Linked DNA regions of Sus scrofa: region 2 is linked to region 1. Evidence: chromatin contacts called from public Hi-C data. All regions are on one chromosome and are shown on one strand. Each heading gives the region's core, a stretch centred on a gene start, on an enhancer-like site or on the middle of the called end of the contact. The rest is flanking DNA. Distances are from core to core; before and after follow the strand shown. Region 1 has its middle 530 kb from the start of CCDC171. Region 2 has its middle 400 kb from the start of CCDC171.

Region 1 (5,091 bases), core at 161-2,660:
AAGCCTCTGAGATGATTTTTTAAGACTAGTTTTAGTATAGATTAAGACCAGATACAGACAATTTTCAAACCTCATTTCTTTTTTCTTTTTATGGCCACACCTCGGGGCACATGGAAGTTCTGTGCTAGGGGTCACATCAGAGCTGCATCTGCAGGCTTATGCCATAGCCACAGCAACACCATATCCAAGCCACATCTGTGACCTGCACCACAGTTTGCAGTAATGCCAGATCCTTAACCCACTGAACGAGGCCTGGGATCAAATTCACATCTTCACAGAGACAATGTTGGGTCCTTAACTTGCTGAGCCACAGTAAGAGTCCCTCAAACCTCATTTTTAACACCAGTTGCAACCTCTTCCATCTAACCCCACCCCTACTTAAAAAAATTAGAGCTGTTAAAAAGTCGAGCACTTGACTGCTTTAGCTCCCTTTTCTTCTTTTTTCTTTCCCACATGTTCTATTGGATGCATAACCAGCAGTGAAATAGCAGAAAGTGGGGTGATCAGGGTCATGAGATAAGTCAACCAATGGACTTTACATAATCTATGCATTAGGATCAAAGCCAGATGGAGATATGACAACTATAGTGGGAAGCCTCACAATTGAGTGTTCCTCCAAAATGATTTTCTTTAAATATCTGTTCAATATTGTGCAGAGGGGTGGGAGGAGAGGGAGAGGACAACAAACACCACTAGGCCCCTCCTCTGTTCTTCGAACAATTCTGCTTGGTCTCAAATTTGCATACCCTGCTCAGATAAACAAAACCTTGGCAGTCAACCAGACCTGCCCTCATTTGAAGACAAAGTGACATGCAACTGTTGAGAAACCCCAACCCACTGCAAACAGCATTTCTTTTAAATATTTCAACTACACAAATACTTCTGATAAATATAATTTTCTCCATCTTGTTATATTTCCAATAAGATCTAGCACCCCAGCAATGTTCTATGAAGCCCTTATGAAGAAGTGTCTCCAGAAATTGCACTCTGACTCACTTCTGAAGCTGGTTTTGATTAGCAGGAAAGTTTTCAACAGAAGTCTTTCTAGCTATGGGTCAGGAAGCTCCAAGACACTATTTGCCCGCACTCTTGTCTTCTGGAATGGCCCTGTATTCCTCTTGGAAGGTCTTCTCATTCCAGGAACAATCAGGAAGATGCATGATTTCCTAAGTTTACCTCCACACTCAGTGGCCAGAGCAAGCTTGGTGGTTTCCATAGGAAAATATTCTTTGCCCTCTTTTTCCTTCTCAGCCTCATTGACCTAACCTTGCCATCATAATGTGGACTTTAAGAACCCATGTCTTCTGTAGTGCCTTTGGGCCTTCACAGAAATATTAGAGCATGCACAGGGTTATTTTAGAACAAAGGAGTGCCTTACTGGATTCTAATTCTTTGAAAGTTAGTCATACATGGAGGACTTCTGTAGCAATCGTTTGTTAACCAAAATATTTAACTAACCACCATAACCTTACATAGTCAGGCTAGATAGGAGTTTTCTGTGTCAATGATGTGTTGCAATATGTAGCATCCTTCATGTAGAAAGATGGTTCTTGTCATTAAGATATGCTTTAAGGCTTCCTATCCAGCCCTAATAAAGTGAATGAAGTTTAACCAGCTTGACTGTAACCAGCCAAACATAGCAGTGGGACAGCTGGCCAGGTCAGAGCTGGCTGTGGTCACTGTCTATGGCATGGATCAAAGAAAAGGAAACTCAACCACGTTGGAAATGAACCTAAGACGCAACCTCATTCCCTGCATGCTTCGAGCAACACAGCTAACTAGACACAGGCAGACATAGATATTTTTCTCTTTCTTACACATCCACAACTGTTCCCTTCAAGGTCTATTTGGTACAGGAATTTCCGTTTGGAGATGGAGCAAAACCAGACTGTGGGCACGACCTGTGTAAAACTCAGATGTGAATATTACAGAAAGCTTGCTCACATCCACCAGAATGTATGAGAGGCCCTGTGGGAAAATCCCGGCAGCTCTCCACTCCCTAGCCTCAGTGTTCACAATTCGCTGTCCAGACTGTGTTCTGATATCTCTCTTACCTTGTCTTTTTTAACGAGCTCCTACTCATGCTTTACAGCCCAATTCAAATATCTCCTTTTTCAGGATGACTTTTACAACTCTCACCATCACCACCCAGGCAAAAGGAGGCTCCTCCTCTCTGGGTTCTTTCAGCTTTTGGTTTATGTTCCTTTCATCTCAGCTCCACCAGTTCCTTTCTGTCCTCATAAATCAATGGGGGTCAAATCAGTACCACCTCAGGGGGTTGCTATGACTTGCATGTGGAGCCCTTCTGAGAATGATAGGCTTACAGTGAGGGCTCAATAAATCTTAATACAGTTGTTAGAGCACTGGGTGCAGTGTGTTGTAATTATCTACTTGCTGTATTTGTGACTGTTCTCCTTAGAAGAATGACCATATATTTTCAAGGTACCTTCAGAGCAATCCTATAATCCACCTCTGATGAGGTATATAACTAAGGAAAATCTTCATCATTCTGGTTTCCTTACATGAATGTTAGAATCAAGCATTTCTTAAATGACTTTGAGATTCCTCAGTGCTCTAGTGGACCTGCATGGTGGTCATAAAATATGACCACAAATACTTTGATACCCCCTCCTTCAAGAAGTAGACCCTGATTCCCTCCCTAAATGTAAGTGTATTCAGCAACTCAAGTCTAATGAATGGAATGATGGTGTGACTTCCCAGATCAGGACATAAAAAGGCAAGGGCTTCCTCCTTGCTCTTTATCTTGGATCCCTTGCTATGGAGGGAGCCAGCTGCCATGTTGTAGGGATGTTCAAGCAGCCCCACGGTGGGGGGAAGGCCCATGTGGTAAGGAAGCAGGGCCTCCTGCCAACAGCCATGTGAATGGATCAGGTCACTGTGGAAGTGAGTCCTCTAGCCCCAGTCAAACCTTTAGATGCTACACCATTTAAGAGATCTTGCAGCCTCTAATTTCACCCAATAACACACTTGGGGTGTAATTTCTGTCTAACATTGATATGCCTTTTAGAAGAAGATGAGAAGGCAGAGAAGAGAGGTGGTAATTCCATGTATAGCTTTTCATCTTGGGGACAGAGTCATCTCTCGTCATCTCTCACCAGGGCTGGCCAGGTTGCCACTCATCTGGAGGCGCCATGGCCTCCTGAACTTCACCCAGGAGGTATCGGAACTACCATGATAAGCTGCTCCTCAACTTCTGACCCACAGAAAGGAAGATAATTCAAGTTTGGTGTTTTTAGTTTCTTTGTTTGTTTTTGTTTTGTTTTCTCTGTGCCCATGGCAAGCAGAAATTCCCAGGCCAGGGATTGAACCTCGCCACAGCAGCAACCAGAGCCACAGCAGTGATGATACCAGATCCTTAACCTGCTGAGCTTCCAGAGAAGTCCCTAATGTTCATTGTTTTAAACTACTAAGTTTTGGGTCAGTTTGTTATACCCCAATAGATAAGTAATATACATGACAACTAAATCAACGACTCGCTTTGATTTCTGTCTAACCTGTATACCTTTGAGAAGAAGATAAGGTGGAAAAGAGAGGTGGTAATTTCCTGTAAAGCTTTTTGTCTTGGGGACAGTCAACTTGTGTCATCTCTCACTAGGGCTGGCCAGACTGCCACTCACCTGGGGGCGCCATGACCTTCTAGTAGATGGCTCTCCTCAGATAGAGGAGTTGGCATGCTCAGGGGAACAAGAGGGCCCACTGCCTGCTCTTGCCCTGAACCCTCCTGGCTGCTGGCCACTGGCTAAAAAGCTGGCCTAGAACCATTTGTGAGTATCGTCAGTTCCTTGGAGAATCCACCTAGAGTAGAAATAAAAATAAAAGCACTCAACCCAAGGACTTGAGTCATACCAACACTCTGCTTCTTATAGAAAGACTTTGGAAAAGTCATAGAAGCCTCAGTGTTCTCAACTGAGACATGGGAATAATAAGAACATTAGTCTTAGCTACCTTTTTTTGAGTTTTTGTGGAGATGAAAGGAGATTCTATGTGAAACATTGTGCAAACCATGGATTCATGGTGCTACGGAAATGTTAGAATTGTGTTTACTTTTTTCCACAGCTCACACAGATGCCAAGTAATCTTAAATTCACTATTAACTAACTCCCCATTGCCCTAGAGAAAAAGTTATTTGATAAGTTATATAAAGATCAAAAGAGGATGCTTGGAGATGTATAAGCCAAATAGATGACTTTCAATCTACAAAATTTTAGGCCACAGTGGGTGAGAGATTTGGAAAAAGGGCAAATACCTGGTATCCCTTTACAGAGACCCCATTTAAGGTCAACTGTTCTTGGCTAAAGTGGCTTTTAATGACATGAGATGGAGGAGAAAAAGGTAACAGTCTAAAAATATATACATTGCTCTCACTCCAGTTTCAAGGCAGCTCTGCCTGCAAACAGGGACTTTAGCCTCTGACCCCTTGAAATTCCTTCCGGTTTCATGGTTTTGTCTTCACTATATCCTCTCCCCACCTCCTCTTCCCACTTCTATCTCCATCCACTTCTCCTTTGTCAGACAAAACCCAGAAATATTGAAATGTGGTTTGAGTATCAAAGCAGCCAGGAAGTGGGAAGAACAAGTTAAAACTATTTTCTTAACTCACAGCTTCTTTCCAGGAAATATAGCACTTACCATAGATAGATAAATAGCCCAAGCCATTTAGATAATTTCACTTGTCCTTTCCCACTTGTCAAAGCATTTAGCTACAAGCATGATGGGCCCTGTTCAAGTGAACAGATACCTCCCTCAGCTACAAACAGTGGCTGGTCTCTGGGGTTTTGTTCATAGAATTAAGTCACAAGCAATTCAGAAGATGATTCCTGACCAAGCAAACTATGAGTTTCTTCTTAAAGACCTGAAAACCCAGAGACTCTGCTTTTTTGAATTAGAGTCATCATTTAAGGTCAGAAAATGTGCCCCTTCCCAGAACAGTTCGTTCTTAGCAATAATGATTTTCAGACCACCACCAAGGTCACATCAAGTAGGCCCAAGTTCAGTTCCCATGCTTCTAAGACATGATGCAGAAAGAGCCTTTCAAGATCTTTACCTCTGAATATGCCCAAATAGGGTGAA
Region 2 (5,105 bases), core at 2,223-4,722, 140 kb after region 1:
CAAATTCCCCTATTGTCTCACTGTGCCGATGGCGTCCTTGTCAAAGCCTGCATTTAGTCCATCATGGGGGCCATGGAATATAGGTCTCAGCATTCACCATTACTTACCTTTTCAGTTCAAGTTCCCAAGACAACTAATGGCCTCTGTCTCTAGGTGAAATGTAGCTGGCTTATCTTGGATCAGAATTCACATTCAATGCAATCAGCCATAGATAGGGACAGGGTCTGACAACACTTAAGGGACTCCCTTTGGGGCTGTTTTTGGAGAACAAACTTCTCTAACAAGAAGGCCTATAGGAAAAGAGGAAATAATCATTGGAGGAAACAATTAACAGCTCTGTAACCAATAACTTTTCTTTCAGACTTCTCCTATGTGAGGTCTGCTGTGATGGATTGGGTGGCCTCCACTGCGGACATAAAATTGTTCAGTGTAAGAGTGTGAGCTGTTGCAACCAGGGAAGGCACCAACAGTGCCTCTCAGGAAAGATCAAGGCGGAACTTGTTTTCAGTTCGGGCTAAATTTGGAAGTTGTTCTTCCACACAGCAGCTCACCCTGGGCCTGACATGGTTATTCAATATTTGTTGGAATAAAACAGCAAACATTTTCTCCACCCTTCACTAAGGAGATGATGCAGTGCACAGAGGCAATAGGCAGAGAGCATTCAAAGAGAGAGAGAAAGCTACAAGATAAAGACAAATCTTTCCCAGAGAAATAAGTAAATCAAGGCAGGCAGTTAGCAAAGCGTGATGGAGGAAAGTAACCTCTTTAAAGCCTTAGAACTTAAACCGGACTTGGAATTAGCACATATACCAAGAGGGAGAATGTTCTTCAGTTCATAAATAAGAGCGCCATCACAGGTGGTGACATCTCACACAGACCCTCTCAGCAGGGGTCACTGTGAACTTGGGTATTACCTTAAGATAAAGCACACCCACCAAAAACAAAGGCAGTTCTCTTGAGCACGCCTGCATAAGGGATTTAAGGCAAAGGAACTGAAAAATGTTTAAAAGGACACATTAGTATTAGTATTAGTATTAGTATTAGTATTAGTATTAGTATTTTTGTTTATAATAACACCCACATTCATTATGTATTAAAATACATGTAATTCAAGTGATCTTGTGGGTTCCTTTGCAAAACGTTCTTTTTGGTTTTTGTTTTTAACACCCACGTTAAAGGATCTCCCCCAAAGCTATTCTAGATAGATGCTTAGATTAGCTGAAAGCTGTAGTCAAAGTTGGGGTGCTAAGAAAGCAGTTCCCCTTACAGAATCCTGCCTTATCCAGGATTTCTTTTTTCCTAAGTGTACTAGTTATTAGATTCAGCCTACTAATGGCGCCAACATTTCTTTAGAAAAAGTCTTTGGGGTGGGCACCTTGCTGAAAGACAGGGCTAGCAGGCCCTATCTAAAACAGTATTTGTGCACCAAGTACGCTATGCTTCTACTCAAACTGTGTTTTTTAAGGCTGGCTCGGGGAGGAGGGAGGTTAGACCCCATTCCACAAGCTAGTCTTTGGTCCTACAGAACCTTGAAACCAAATGGGATTCCACATGTAAAACCTCTGGAGAATACAACGCCTAGCATGAAAAAGATTAATGCGGTGCCAAGCCAGGATCCAGGGGAGCTTTGTTAGGCAAAGCTTCTGGCTGCTTTGGCTTTTCAAAACACTCATACCACCTGTTCCCCAGGCTTGGGGTCATCTCTGTCACGACAGTGACACGCTGACCCCTGCCCATTCCGAACCTCAGAACTCATGAGAGATGGCTTCCTGGATGAATTCAATAGAACTTAACTCCATCACAGACCTGGAACATCTAATACCAATAATGACCTCAACCCTGAACTTAGGGGTGCATTCCCAACAGTAGCTCCTGCAGTTGTTCTCAGATGAAATCAAATTACTGTGGAAAAAAATGTGTGAGACCTCCCCTCCCACAGGGAAGGGGTGAAAAGGGCAGCTTCCTGGGTTACCACTGCGGAAAACACCATCGCACCAGCTTACAGGTGGTGTTAGTCAAGCACAGGAATGTGTGGAATGGGTCAAATGTGTGTGTCGAATGTGTGTCAAATTATGTAGCCTCCCCCCTGAAACCGTTAAATCTTTGCATCTTATCGTAGACGGGGCTCGGAGCCGGGCGGGTGGTGGGAACCCAGTGTCGGAACTGGAACCAAGCTCTGCCGTGGCCCAGAGGGAGTGCCTGAGCCCCGCACATTTCACCTGCCTTCCCCCGGGGAATTCTCTCCAGAAGTACTGCTGGGTGGCAGCTCCCCCTCTTCTAGCATTCCTGCAAATAGTTACGGTATGGGAGAAGCACTCGGACTTCAAATTTCTATTAAGAAGCTCAGGTGAAAAGACTTTATGGTGCGTAGACGGAGCATTCAGAACTCTGGGCAGCTTTGGGCTGGCAAATACCATTCCCCTCCCCTCCACCCCCCCGAAGCTCCCTGTGTGGGTGTCACTGAGAACCAGAGGGCACCCTTGCTGGGGGCCCTGACTGGATGTCAGCCCAGGGTGTTGTGAGTCCCAGGAGTCTTCCTGAGTCTTCACCTGGCTTCATCTCTCTCTCAGGGTACTTGTGAGAAATAAATGAGGTAACAATGTCAGATGCATACTAAACCCATCTATTCCACGGCGCCGTGGTACCCAAGACATTGTCTATTCCTAGCCCTGTGCAGCGGGCGGGCATGTGTTCTTGCTTGGCCAGCTCCCAGTCCCTCTTGCTCTGATAACAGCACCTCCATCCTCTCCTGGAGACCCTCTCTGCTGTTGCTCATGGTTTGGGTGCCCTCCTCTGGCCAACGGCTGAGAACGTGACCCACACCAGACCAACTGGAATTGCCCTTCTAGGAACCTGGAACTGGGGCAGGAAGGCACCTGGACAGAAAACTTTCAGAGCTACTTAAAGCTGGGATCCAGGCCCTAGAGACTGTAGGCAGGGCCCTGTTTTGCCGCAGCCCTGCCACTGCCCTGATCCCCACCCACCTTTCTTCAGCTTCTGGGAGCTACACTCTTTCTTCATAATAGATTCCCTGTCTGCTTGGTGAAGCCAGCGTGGACTTCCACACCTTGTAACAATATGTCTCATTACCCCCTTCCCTGCACAAATGAAGAAAGCAATTCCCAGGTCCTGGGAACTAATGCAGAAGCGGGATGAGAAGCCAGCCTCCAAACTGGCAGCCTGTGCCCACCTCCCACCCACAGGTTCTCTTCTCAGCCTCTGGCGTTCCCCTCCCTCCCCGTCACTCTCTCGTGTTCCACATTATCCCCGCTCACAAACCATCACCTCTTTCGACTCACAAGTCTCTTTTTCCTTTGGTACCAGGCTACTTTCGTAAATCTTTCATTTTAAAATAAATCTCGGTGTCTCGTTCACCACAGCATTTCTAAAATTCATTCCTCAGCCCCATTCCTTTGGCAACATGCTCATTCCAGAGGAGGGCCCTTCCCACTTGAATGTTGGCAACATCCTGGCCTTCTGGCTTCCTCTCCTGCCACCTTTCTCTCTCCCATAGAAAATGAGGTTTGGGCTGGGGTGGGTCAAAAGCCCATCCATGCATGCCATGCATAACATTCCCTTCCTCGGCTCCGATGCATTCGGAGACAAAAAGGCCTTTGATAATGTTTCTCTGGGGGCCCGTTTGGCGCCATGTTGTGAAGTGAGCAGCCTTGGCCAAGTTCCTCCTGCTGGAGCATAAGCAGCGGGAACTGAGGGAGGGTGTGCTGGGTCCCTGCCCTGGTCTCTGGGCTGCCTCTAAAGCCCAATCCTGCCAGGTGCCACATCCTCATCCAACCGAGGGGTTGAGGGCATGATCACAGTCCATGGTATCTCTTCCACCTAGACACGTTTCACCTAATTGAGCCTCTACAGAAATGGCCCTGTTTGGCAGCCAGAGACCATACCCACCCCTCAGGAAGTGGTTACATATTAGAATTCAGGGTACCTCTTGCAGCTGGGAAACACATTCTATGGGTTGTCCTCTGGGGGCCCATAAGGAATTCACACCTGTGATTAACTTAACTGGCTGTCCCATTTCTCTAAAGCCCTATACAGATCCAGTTGAGAGAGGAGCTCTCTGGCAGTGAACAACTTGCGTTTTTTAGAGAGAAATCAAGGTATGATAGGTTCCAGTAATTCAGCATATCACAATAAACACTGTGAGCAGAGCTAGGCTAGATTTCACCAACATGTACAAGGAAGACTGGGTATGCTGGTCTCTGTATGGACAACCTAACACCTATTATTGGATTTGTCCTGAACATTTTAAAAGTTTTCCTGGTGTGAAAATTGAATTTGCTATTCGCTCAAAGTTTCCCATGCTACTTAAAATTAGATTAGTCATTTACTTTTGTGTGGTATTCAGAAGGAGCATATTGTAGAAGAGAATGACCGCATATGTAGAACATGTGTGTGTGCGTTCCAGTTGGGAGAAATTACTTTTATAAATGCAGGCTGAGGAACTTATTTTTAAATGAATTCTCTTAAACTTAAAATTCATTTTAAAGCTAAGCCCCCACCATCATTAAAAAAAAAAAAAAAAGAGAGAGAGGGGGGAAGAGAGAAGGAGAATGTGGGCAGAATTCAACAACTACTTTCATGGTCATGTTGCATTAGGCAAGTTCTCTGAATGATCTCTTAAACTCAAGGTTCTGGCCTCAAAACTAGACATGTTCCATCTTTGTCTCCAATGTATTCTTGTGCCCCTGAAAGTGGAATCATGAGCAGAAGTTTCCAGTATTTTCATTCTTTCCCTGCTTTGAAGTCAATTCATCTTCATGTTGATTTTCCCTCCACCCTCTTGAAAAAAAATGTGTGTGTCCCCAAAATGAAGAGCCAGGAGCTGGCACCTGGGGACAAGATCACACAGAGCAGGAATGGCAGGAGAGGCAAGGGCCTGGCCAGTGTGGGGAGCCGCCACCACAAACCACAGTCGGCATCTCAGAAAGGGAAGTGAGTCAGTTCTCTGACTTCTGTGCTGACGAACCCAGAGCCTCTGTCACCCTCTTCCCTCCCTATGGGTGCATGTCTGACCAAGCAGGGGGGTCTCCCAGGCTGAGGCAGGCCAGACAGTTGTTCTTCTGCCCTTCACCATGCAAACTGCTGTT

The links. Hi-C and Micro-C count contacts between places; a contact is called where the count stands out from the background.
Region 2: a Hi-C map of embryonic fibroblasts shows a contact between it and region 1, with 2.1 times the contacts expected there. The contact joins two enhancer-like sites. A contact is called at or near these places in 3 of 47 Hi-C or Micro-C datasets (embryonic fibroblasts, fibroblasts and mesenchymal stem cells).

The regions. Positions count from the first base shown.
Region 1 is chr1:206,605,596-206,610,686 of Sscrofa11.1, forward strand. No RefSeq gene overlaps it. Among named protein-coding and RNA genes, the nearest start is that of CCDC171, 530 kb to the right of the region's middle. Within about 2 kb of position 1,411, at least 4 of the 83 cell types and tissues checked have an H3K27ac peak or open chromatin away from gene starts, as enhancers often do. A contact at or near this core is called in embryonic fibroblasts, where this site is marked.
Region 2 is chr1:206,740,654-206,745,758 of Sscrofa11.1, forward strand. No RefSeq gene overlaps it. Among named protein-coding and RNA genes, the nearest start is that of CCDC171, 400 kb to the right of the region's middle. Within about 2 kb of position 3,473, at least 4 of the 83 cell types and tissues checked have an H3K27ac peak or open chromatin away from gene starts, as enhancers often do. A contact at or near this core is called in embryonic fibroblasts, where this site is marked.